Linked DNA regions of Sus scrofa: regions 2 and 3 are each linked to region 1. Evidence: chromatin contacts called from public Hi-C and HiChIP or PLAC-seq data. All regions are on one chromosome and are shown on one strand. Each heading gives the region's core, a stretch centred on a gene start, on an enhancer-like site or on the middle of the called end of the contact. The rest is flanking DNA. Distances are from core to core; before and after follow the strand shown.

The links. A called contact is a pair of places that touch in the nucleus more often than the background predicts. HiChIP or PLAC-seq counts read pairs in DNA pulled down with a chosen protein or histone mark.
Region 2: a Hi-C map of liver shows a contact between it and region 1, with 12 times the contacts expected there. The contact joins the promoter of PPM1A here to the promoter of PSMA3 in region 1. A contact is called at or near these places in 2 of 47 Hi-C or Micro-C datasets (heart right ventricle and liver).
Region 3: an H3K27ac HiChIP or PLAC-seq map of skeletal muscle shows a contact between it and region 1, with 6 times the contacts expected there. The contact joins the promoter of GPR135 here to the promoter of PSMA3 in region 1. A contact is called at or near these places in 1 of 5 promoter capture datasets (fetal skeletal muscle) and 2 of 2 datasets of contacts at active chromatin or transcription factors (alveolar macrophages and skeletal muscle).

Annotation. Positions count from the first base shown.
Region 1 is chr1:187,340,633-187,343,879 of Sscrofa11.1, reverse strand. It overlaps PSMA3 (proteasome subunit alpha type-3), which reads right to left and starts at 1,649. Exons shown (of 11, transcript XM_001927990.5): 1 at 266-1,649. The coding sequence starts at 286.
Region 2 is chr1:189,247,249-189,250,495 of Sscrofa11.1, reverse strand. PPM1A (protein phosphatase 1A) reads right to left here and starts at 1,522. Exons shown (of 6, transcript XM_021062341.1): 1 at 1,086-1,522. LOC110259569 (basic proline-rich protein-like) reads left to right here. Exons shown (of 5, transcript XM_021085056.1): 2 at 592-1,008; 3 at 1,043-1,694; 4 at 2,025-2,159.
Region 3 is chr1:188,581,020-188,584,266 of Sscrofa11.1, reverse strand. GPR135 (probable G-protein coupled receptor 135) reads left to right here and starts at 1,741. Exons shown (of 1, transcript XM_021102702.1): 1 at 1,741-3,247. The coding sequence starts at 1,833.

The sequences.
Region 1 (3,247 bases), core at 400-2,899:
CAGCAAAAGGGGGCTCCAAATCTCACTGCTGCGCCGCCAAGCCCGCTACACCTGAGCTGTGAAGCGTCAGGTCCGAGTCACCGCAGACACGAACTCAGCAATCAGCGAAGGAAAGACCTCAGGGCCCCGCACAACTGGAAGCGGCCCACTTGCCCCAAGGCAGTACCAGCGCACCCTAAGTTGGCGCAGCCCAGGCAGTGTGTCCACGTTCCCTTCTACGCTGATCCTTAGGCTAGACTATCACGCCGAGAAACAACGAACTTACCCCGGTGCCGATTGAGCTCATCGTGCTAAAACCACCAGGCCGCCTAAGGCTTCAGGCCCAAAGCGAACCCCTCACACCTCAGTACGCAGACTAGTAACAGGCTCTCTCATTGGCTGTTCTTCCAACCAATAGTTTTCCTCTCTGTGGCTTGTTCCTGGATCCTTACCCACAGAACAGAGAATTGTGGGGAAAGGGGGTGGGGAATGCGCGTAGCGGGCAACGCGCCTGTGCAGAAGCAGCGGAGGTCGGGTTAAGCAGGACTGATTCCTTCCTCTTCGGTTTCTCTCCGGAGGGTTGTCGGGGGACTTTGAGTCTTCCAATTGCTTGAAAAGCTGCTCCAGTCTGTTTCCTAGGAGTTATCTCTTCTCCTTCGCTTTTTCTTCCCTATTCTTTCTTAAAGCAAAGTGGAGAGATGTTCTTATACTCTTCCAAAGGCCAAAGGAAATGGTAGAGGAGGCGTCTCCACGCTTGACGTCCTGATTGTAACCCAGTTATCTTGATGGCGTCCCCTTTATCCACCCCTCCTCACAAGCAGGAAGGAAGATGGACTCTAAGGGTATCAGCTTTGAGCTCAGATCGGAGTTTTACAGAAGAATTAGTACTTTTTCATATAACTACTTAATAGAATTAAGAATAAGACTGAAGATTATTTTAACTCAGTATTCAGTTAAACACTGCTGATAAGACTTAAGAATTTGTACATAAACTATAATAAAAAATTCTTTAAACGGTAAAGAAGACATGACCTCCCCTCTTAATGAGTTTACATTTAGTGGGAGGAAATAGACAACAAAGAGTAAATAGGCAAAATAGTTGCACCACGTGGTAAAAAAGAGACAATGGAAGTTTGAACTTTAGACCTATTTATTAGGGAATTACTTTGTAAAAGGGGGATATTTAAACTGAAACTTGGGATTGTTATGGGAGTATAATTCCAGTTCCAAGGCTGTCGGAACTGTCGGGTCAGTATGGCCTGTCATAGTGATTAAGTGGTGAGAGTGACAGGAAGTGAAATCAGAGAGGTGGACACGGGGTCAGATCTTGTAGTGGTTTGGATTTTAATCTCCGATTTTAAATGGAAAACCATCAGCATTTTTAACTGCTAAATACTTCTGTGTGTATTTCCCCAAAAAAGAACATTATTTTACATGCCCACAGTACAACTATGAAAATCAGAAAATGTATAATGCTTTTTTCTAATCTACAGGCTTTATTTAGATTTTGGCAAATCTCTCAATAATGCTCTTCATAGCAAAAGAAAATACAAGATAACACACTGCATGCAGTTGTCATGTCTCTAGTCTCCTTTAATCTGGAAAATAATTTAATGTTTCTTTATGTTTCATGGCATTAACACTTTTGAAAAATACAAGCCATTTCCTTTGCAGGGTATTCCAAAGTTCAGGTTTGTATGACTTTTTTTGCATGATTAGATTCAGGTGATGCATTTTTGTCAGGAATACCACAGAAGTAACCTTGTATTTCTATTAGGAGGCACATGCTGTCATTTGTGTCCTTATTGATGATGTTAACTTTGATCACTTAAGATTTCTCCACTATAGTTTCTATCTTGCTCTTTGTAGTTAATGAATACCTTGTGAAGAAATACCTTGAGGCTATGTAAATATCCTGCTACTCCTCAATCTTACACCCGCTAGTTATAGTATCCTGTGATTCTTATTTGAATCAATTATTATGATAATGGTTGCCAAATGGTGATTTTCTAATTCCATCATTCCTTCCACAGTTACTGGCTTTCTTCTGTAAGGTTATCAGTAGGTTTTTAAGCAGACTGATAGATCTAATTTAGTTATTAAATGATCTCTCTTGCCTCTGTGTGAGGAGTGATGAATACAAGGAAGGATAGAAGCACAGAGAATAGTTGGAAAGCTATTGCAGTCCTGTGGTCAAGCCATAATGGAGAGTGTGTAGAGTGGTGGCAGTGGAGGTGGAAATATGTGGATGGATTTTAGATATGTAGGGCTTGCTGAAAAATTGGATTAGAAAGTAAAGGAGAAAGAGGAAATTCAATTGCTTCTTCCTGCTAATTAAGCACCATAATTAAAGTTAGTTCTTATTCTTAAACAAATAGATAGAAGAAAGGATTTGGATATTCTTGGAAGACTAGCGTTTAATTTGCCTAATCCTCACTGAAATATTCTGGTTGCAATTTTTCATGCGAGATCCTGAGTTAGACCATTGTGGGCCAAGAAAGTGCGGAGGGAAGTTAAAAAGAGTTCACCCTGAAAGTAGATTATAAGCAGTCCAAACTTGTTTAGGGAGCCAGTTAAACTTTTAACAGGATTTGAGTGCCTAATGGTCTTTGTCTATTCACTAATAATTAAGAATTTGAAGCTCTTTCTGAACTTGTTAGTTTAACTGCTTACTTGGGGGCTGGATTGTTGATTTATCTTGTAACTCAGAAGAATGCATTGAATTGTGTGGCCTGAGGATCTTGACTAGTGCCTGATTCATTAGCGGATTTAAAAAGTATGAGTATGAATGCATTTATTTTAATTACTTTACTTTTGGAAATAGTGCATATAAAATTGCTGTGTAATTTACACATATCATTCTTAAAAGGTGATAAAACTTTTGAGATTATCATAGTCTGTTTTATACTTCCACTTATTAGAATACATAACAGTGCTTTTACACATGGTAGGTGCTTAATAAATGTGTTGAAAATGCAGATAAATACAAATTCACTTACCAGTTACATTCTGCCAAGTTATAAAATAGTCAGAATAAACCAGAGTTTGCAATTGCAAGAAAAAATTGTTAGTCAATAATTACATTAATATTTCAAGCCTGAAAATTTTAAACATTCTGCTTAAATCTTAAGTGCACTTTAAAGAATCTGAATGTATATTATGCCATACCTTATTTTTGTGTTTTAATTAAGTAATGCAGGGAATGTAATGCCCAATGTGTTTAACTTCTAAATACTGTTTTAAGGGTTTTAGGGTTAGTATCCTAAGA
Region 2 (3,247 bases), core at 273-2,772, 1.9 Mb before region 1:
ATTAAGCCTTTTTCCTCAAAATATTTTTAAATTTCTAATTTTCTTCAATAATGTCAAAATCATTTACTTTGAGAAAATAATAACATAGATTTTTTTACATTGCCCATACTCTTCCAATCACTTCACTTAAAATGCATTCGGCTCATTACACCAATCAGCAGGAAATTTAGGGTTGGGGTGGACAGGGCGAATAGCTTTCTTGGCTTGGACAACTTAAGTACGACCTTTGTAAATTTTTAAGTACCATGCGGTGCTTGAGGAAAAAAAAAGAAATACCTCAAGCGATGAAATTTTCAAAACATATCTAAAACCGCTGTTGGTAGAGGCCCTCCAGAGCCAGCAGTCTTTCAAGAAAATATTAAAAATCTACAAGCAGAAAAGTATCATACCTCGACCAAACTCTAGCATCAAGAACTTTTACTCACACAATTAACACGGTTTAAAAGACGAAAAGAAATCAGTACCATTTACTTCAATGAATTTGTTCAATGCTTTAGGAATGAATGAATTGGAGGTATCACTGACTTGAGTTCTAAAAAAGCCTCACTCTAAGCTCTACCCTCTATAAAACCTGAAGCAAAAACTCTCCAGAATTTGGTGTTTCAAGGCCAAGTCCGGTCCAAAGGAAGCTTCTCCTCTTCTTTCTCGCGGCCTCCCTCCAGGGGCTGGAGCCCGGGGTGGCCGGGCGGTTGGGGGCGCCGTACGCCCCCTCCCCGCTCAGGGAAAGTTCCGCGGGTTCATCTCCGGTCGGGGCAGGCCTGGCCCGCCGACGGCCCTACCCGGCCGAGCGGCCGCAAACACCCCGCCCGGCATCTGCACCCGGAGGGTCGCGCCCCCTCCCCGCGCAGCCGCCACAAACACCCCGCCCCCGCCTGCCCGCCACCGCCCTCGCAGAACGTTAACCCCTCGTAGTCCGCCGCCCGGCTCGGGGGAGGAGGCCGGGCCAGGGGGTGGAGTTGTCGCGTCTCCTCCCGGGAGCGCCCGGGCAGACGCCCGGCTTGTTTACAGGCCCCAGGCTTTAGGCCTGGCCGCTGCCGCGCAGGCCCGCGCCGCCCGCCCGCCCTCGGCCCCAGCGTCGCGCTTACCCGGAGCAGCCGCGGGCAGGCAGGTCCCTGGTCGGCCGAGGCTGCGGCGGCCGGGGAGGGGGCGGGAAGGGGGTCACCGCGGCGGCGGCCGGCCAGGTCAGGCCGGGGAGGGGGCGGAGGAGGGGAGGAGCCGGGCTGCGTCCGGGCCCCCGGCTCTCGGCGCCCTCGCGGCTCAGATCATCCGGGCGTTGGAGCGGGAGGCGGAGAGCGGGTCCCGGAGGAGGAGGAGGAAGAGCCGAAGATTCATCGCTTACGCACCCCACCTGCCTTAGCGCCCCCCCACCCCCCTCCCCAACCACCGGCTGCCGAGCTGCCGCTGCCGGAGCACCCGAAGCTGCGGGCCGGGCCAGTGCGGAGACCACAGCTCCCTCGCTCCCGCGCGCGCTCCCGCCCCTAGCGCCGCCGCCGCCGCCGCCGCCTCCAGCGCGTCCCCGCGCAGGCGCGCTCACGACGGTGCCGTACTACCCCTCCCCCACGCCTCCGCCTGCCACGCTCCGCCCCGTGGGCTCAGAGGCCCCTACAGCTGCGGCGCGGCGGAGCAGCTGGAGAGACCCGGATGTCGTTGGGCAGGAACTGCAGCGCGCGCTGGCTAACGGGGGAGGGGTGCAGGTGATGTCACTGCCCTACCCAGCTTCTCTCGTAGCAGTGGCCTCGCCGCCCGGCCCCTAGGCAGAGCCACAAACGAGCGTCCGAATCCCGGAACGGAACCGGGACATGGGGCTTCCTGCCCTGGCCCTGGGGACTGGACAGAGGTGTGACTGTATGAGCCTCAGGAATGGGGATACTCTCCGAGCCCGGACTCGGCATCCCCCCTAGGGCGTCCGCGCCTCCTTTCGCTGGGCTACCGTCTGTCTGCAGATAGATACCCCATTCCCGGGGAAGACGCAGTCTACAGAGGCCGAGGACCGACCTTGTGCTGTCGACTTCTCTCCCTTACAGTTGCGGCCTGATCGCGGCCTAGCTGCTGCGGCTCTAAGGCATGCTTGTTGTCAGGCCACCGCCAGATCCCTCTCCCTCAAGCCTCCACACTTCCGGAGCCATCCTTGCCCCAGCGACCTCGGGAGACCTACGCAGGTGCTCTAGCCACACATCTCGGGTCCCAAAGGGCAGCAACACTCTCACCCTACTACCACCCACCCACACGCGAGTGCCCCTGATACACGCACAAGGCACATGCTCTGAGTTTCTGGTGGTTTTTCGTCTGTAGCTCGTGGGGTTCCACATTGTATTTATTTGCACTTATTAGACAGTCACGTGATTCTGTCACAGGGGACATCCAACCACCTCCAGTGAGGTTAAAGGAACGAAGGATTTTTCAAAATCTGGAGGATTATCAAAAATGTGGCAGCTGCTGCTATGAAAATTTAGAGATCTGTTAAACCCAGTTGCACGTGCAGGTGGCCAGAATCCAGTTTAGCTAGCTAGACTGCAGACAACCCGACCCACGCCGTTTGCAGACGCCAGGGATACAATGACAAACCCTAGGCGGCCAATGAATCAGAACTGGAGAGCAGTACATCACCAGCAGGGTTTCCCATTGGCTGGGATGCTTTCCCTCTCTTGTCAGAGGTTTAACCTGCTCAGGGATTTGACTTATACCACATTTCCAGGCACAGAAGTTTAAAAGAAAAATCAGTGTTTAAAAAAGATGCTCTTGGGAGTTCCCTGGTGGCCTAGGGGTTAAGGATCGGGTGTTGTCACTGCTGTGGCACGGTTTTAATCCTTGGCCCAGGAACTCCTACATGCCTGTGGGCACTGCCAAAAAAAAAAAAAAAAAAAAAAGAAGAAGAAGAAAGATGCTGTGCTACATATACATAAAGAAAAACAAAATACTTCATTATAGGAGGCAGGTACTTTAAAAAGAGCAACCAGGAGTTCCCACTGTGGCACAATGAGACTGGGGCATCTCTGGAGTGCTGGGATGCAGGTTCCATCCCTGGCCAGGCCTAGTGGGTTAGGGATCAGGTGTTGCCACAGATGCCGTGTAGGTCACAACTGCCACTGGGATCTGATTCCCTCTCCAGGGAACTCCATGTGCTGCAGAGCAGCCAAAAAAGAAAAAAGAACACCTGAAGATGTTAGTCATAACGTGTTCCAGCTGATAAAAAAGTAGATTTGTGATAAGGCCTCTCCATTTTATCCTAAGAGCTTGTACCCTGCTA
Region 3 (3,247 bases), core at 492-2,991, 1.2 Mb before region 1:
GCATCTTGTGGGTAGAGGCATGGGATACTGCTAAATATCTGACAATGCATAGGGTTGCCTCCACAACAAAGGATGACCTGACTCAAAATGTATATAGTGCTGAGACTGAGAAGCCCTGTCCTAGTTAACCACCTAAAATGAATTTTTATTTATTAGTTTCCAGTAGGATATTTTTCCTCACTGAAAGAAGTACCCCAAACATTAATATGATTGATTCTAAGATCTGCAACAGTATACTATACTAGTTATTTTTTAAATTAATTAATTAATTTTTATTTATTTATTTATTTCTGTCTTTTCTAGGGCCACACCCGAGGCATATGAAGATTCCCAGGCTAGGGGTCTAATCGGAGCTGTTGCTGCCAGCCACAGCAACGCAGGATCCTTAACCCACTGAGAGAGGCCAGGGATCACACCCATGCCCTCATGGTTCCTAGTCGGATTCGTTAACCACTGAGCCACCACTGGAACTCCTCATTTTTTTTTAGATCATTGTTTCTGGAAGTGCATCGGGAGCACTTGCAGGTCATGTGACTAGGCTCCACCCCCAGAGCTTCAGTAGATTTGGGGTGGAGCCTGAGAATCTGCCTTTCTTACAACCTCCCAGGTCCTGTTGATGCTGCTGGTCCAGGGTCCACACTTTGCAAACCACTGCTTTAGAGAACCCAAGGGTTTATCACACTTTCCCCCATTAGAGACCATGCCCCAAAAACTTGAGATGCAACTTCCCCAGAGCACGCAGGCCCCTCCTTTTGCTGTATCTCCCACCAGATACCTGAAGCTGCATGCGTGGTAACCACCTGACTGGCAGCATCTTAGACTCAAAACATACCTTGTTCCAGAGAATTTATGAAGGATGCAAGTAGGGCAAGGAGACAGTCACACTCCCCTCTCCCCCTACATGTGGGAGCCAGTTATGGGTCTGAGGTCCCGGTCCTTGAAAACAATGTGACATCCTACCTCCAATATCCATATCCTAGCTCCCCAGAGCACTAGTATCAGAATCACCTAAGGGGTTTAGATTCTCGGGCCCACCCTTGGTAATTCTGGGAGTCAGCCAGTCAATATCCATTTGAATAAGCCCACTATATGTTCTCAAAGTGTGGTCCTTGGACCAGCATCATTACCACCAGCAGCTTGTTAGAAAGCCAATTTCTCGGCCAGGACCCCAGACCTAGTGATTCTGAACCTCTGGGGTTGGGCCCAGCCACTTAGGTTTTAACAAGCCCTCTTGGTGATTCTGTTGCATGCTAAAGTTTGAGAACACTTTGTTTAAATTTTCTGCCCCCCCACCAAGTTTAATGTCTCCGGATTTGGATTGTTTTCCACTTAAGATTCTACGAAAAGCACACACACCCCCTCCCTGGGCCTTCCCCTAGGACATCTGTATCCAACAAGGGAGGTTGAGAGTGAACCCTTGTTGAATTTGGTCATCTGTATGAGGGCCAGTCCCGCTTCATCTAGCCGGGCAGGGTCCCTGAGGAGGTCGACGTAGCACTTGGAAGCCCAGCTCCCTGGCTCCCTGGCTCCCCAGCTCCCTGGCTCCCCAGCTCCCTAGCTCCCCACCTCCAGGACAGGTGATGTCCTGGAGCGGCTTTTCGGGGAGTACTCCGCTGGCCGGCGGCCCGCCCCGCGCTCCTGCGTAAACACGCGGTTCCCTGGGCAACGCCTGGAACGCATGTCAAAGGCTTCACTAGGTCCCGGGCGACCGCCACCCCTCCGGCCAGCGCGACTCCCGGCAGAGGTCTCTGGCCCCAGCCCCCACCCACCTCGGGCTGGTGGCCGCCTGCCCTGGTGCGGGATGATTAGACCCGCGGCAGCCGCGGGACCCCATGGAGGAGCCGTCGCCGCCGCCGGTCCGCCCGCTAGTGACCACGGCCTTGTCGGGCAGCCCACGCCCCGGCGCCCTCTCCGTGGCCGGCAGGCCTGGAGGGACTTCCTCCGCGGCGACGGCGGCGGCCTTGCTCTCCTTCAGCACTGCGGCGGCCGCGGCGCTGGGGAACCAGAGCGTCGGGGGCGGGGGCGACAGTACTGGCTCCTGGGCAGGCGGCGGCCTCGGCGGGCGCGGGGCGGCGGGGGCGGTGGGGAGGCTGCCACTGGACACCGAGGCGGCGCCGCCGCTGTCGCAGGGGGCGGCGATGGCGGCCCAGGCGCTTGTCCTCCTGCTCATCTTCCTGCTGTCTAGCCTGGGCAACTGCGCGGTGATGGGGGTGATCGTGAAGCACCGGCAGCTCCGCACTGTCACAAACGCCTTCATCCTGTCCCTGTCCCTGTCGGATCTACTAACAGCGCTGCTCTGCCTGCCTGCCGCCTTCCTGGATCTTTTCACGCCGCCCGGGGGCCCGGCGCCCACTGCTGCCGCCTCCCGGCCCTGGCACGGCTTCTGCACAGCCAGCCGCTTTTTCAGCTCGTGCTTCGGCATCGTGTCCACGCTAAGCGTTGCCCTCATCTCGCTGGACCGCTACTGCGCCATCGTGCGGCCACCGCGAGACAAGATCGGGCGCCGCCGCGCGCTGCAGCTGCTTGCGGGAGCCTGGCTGGCGGCCCTGGGCTTCTCCCTGCCCTGGGAGCTTTTCCTCGGGCCTCTAGAGCCCCCGGCCGCGCAGAGCTTCCATGGCTGCCTGTACCGGGCGTCCCCGGACCCCGCGCAGCTGGGCGCGGCCTACAGCGTGGGGCTGGTGGTGGCCTGCTACCTGTTGCCCTGCCTGCTCATGTGCTTCTGCCACTACCACATCTGCAGGACCGTGCGCCTGTGGGATGTGCGCGTGCGGCCGCTGACCACCTACGCCCGCGTGTTGCGCTTCTTCAGCGACGTGCGCACGGCCACCACCGTGCTCATCATGATTGTCTTCGTCATCGGTTGCTGGGGGCCCTACTGCTTCCTGGTGCTGCTGGCCGCCGCTCGGCAGGCCCAGGCCACGCAGGCCCCCTCGTTCCTCAACGTGGTGGCCGTCTGGCTGACCTGGGCCAATGGGGCCATTAACCCAGTCATCTATGCCGTTCGCAACCCTAACATTTCGATGCTCCTGGGGCGCAGTCGTGAGGAGGGCTACCGGACTAGGAACGTGGACACTTTCCTGCCCAACCATGGCCGGGCTCAGCAGGCCAGAAGCCGCAATCGTTTTCGAAACCGTTATACCAGCCGCCTGGGGGTCTGCAGCTGGATGTCTTCTTCCAACCCGCCGAGCGGCGCGGGAGGGGACGTGGCCATGTGGGCTTGCAAAAATCCAGTCGTACTTTTCTGCCA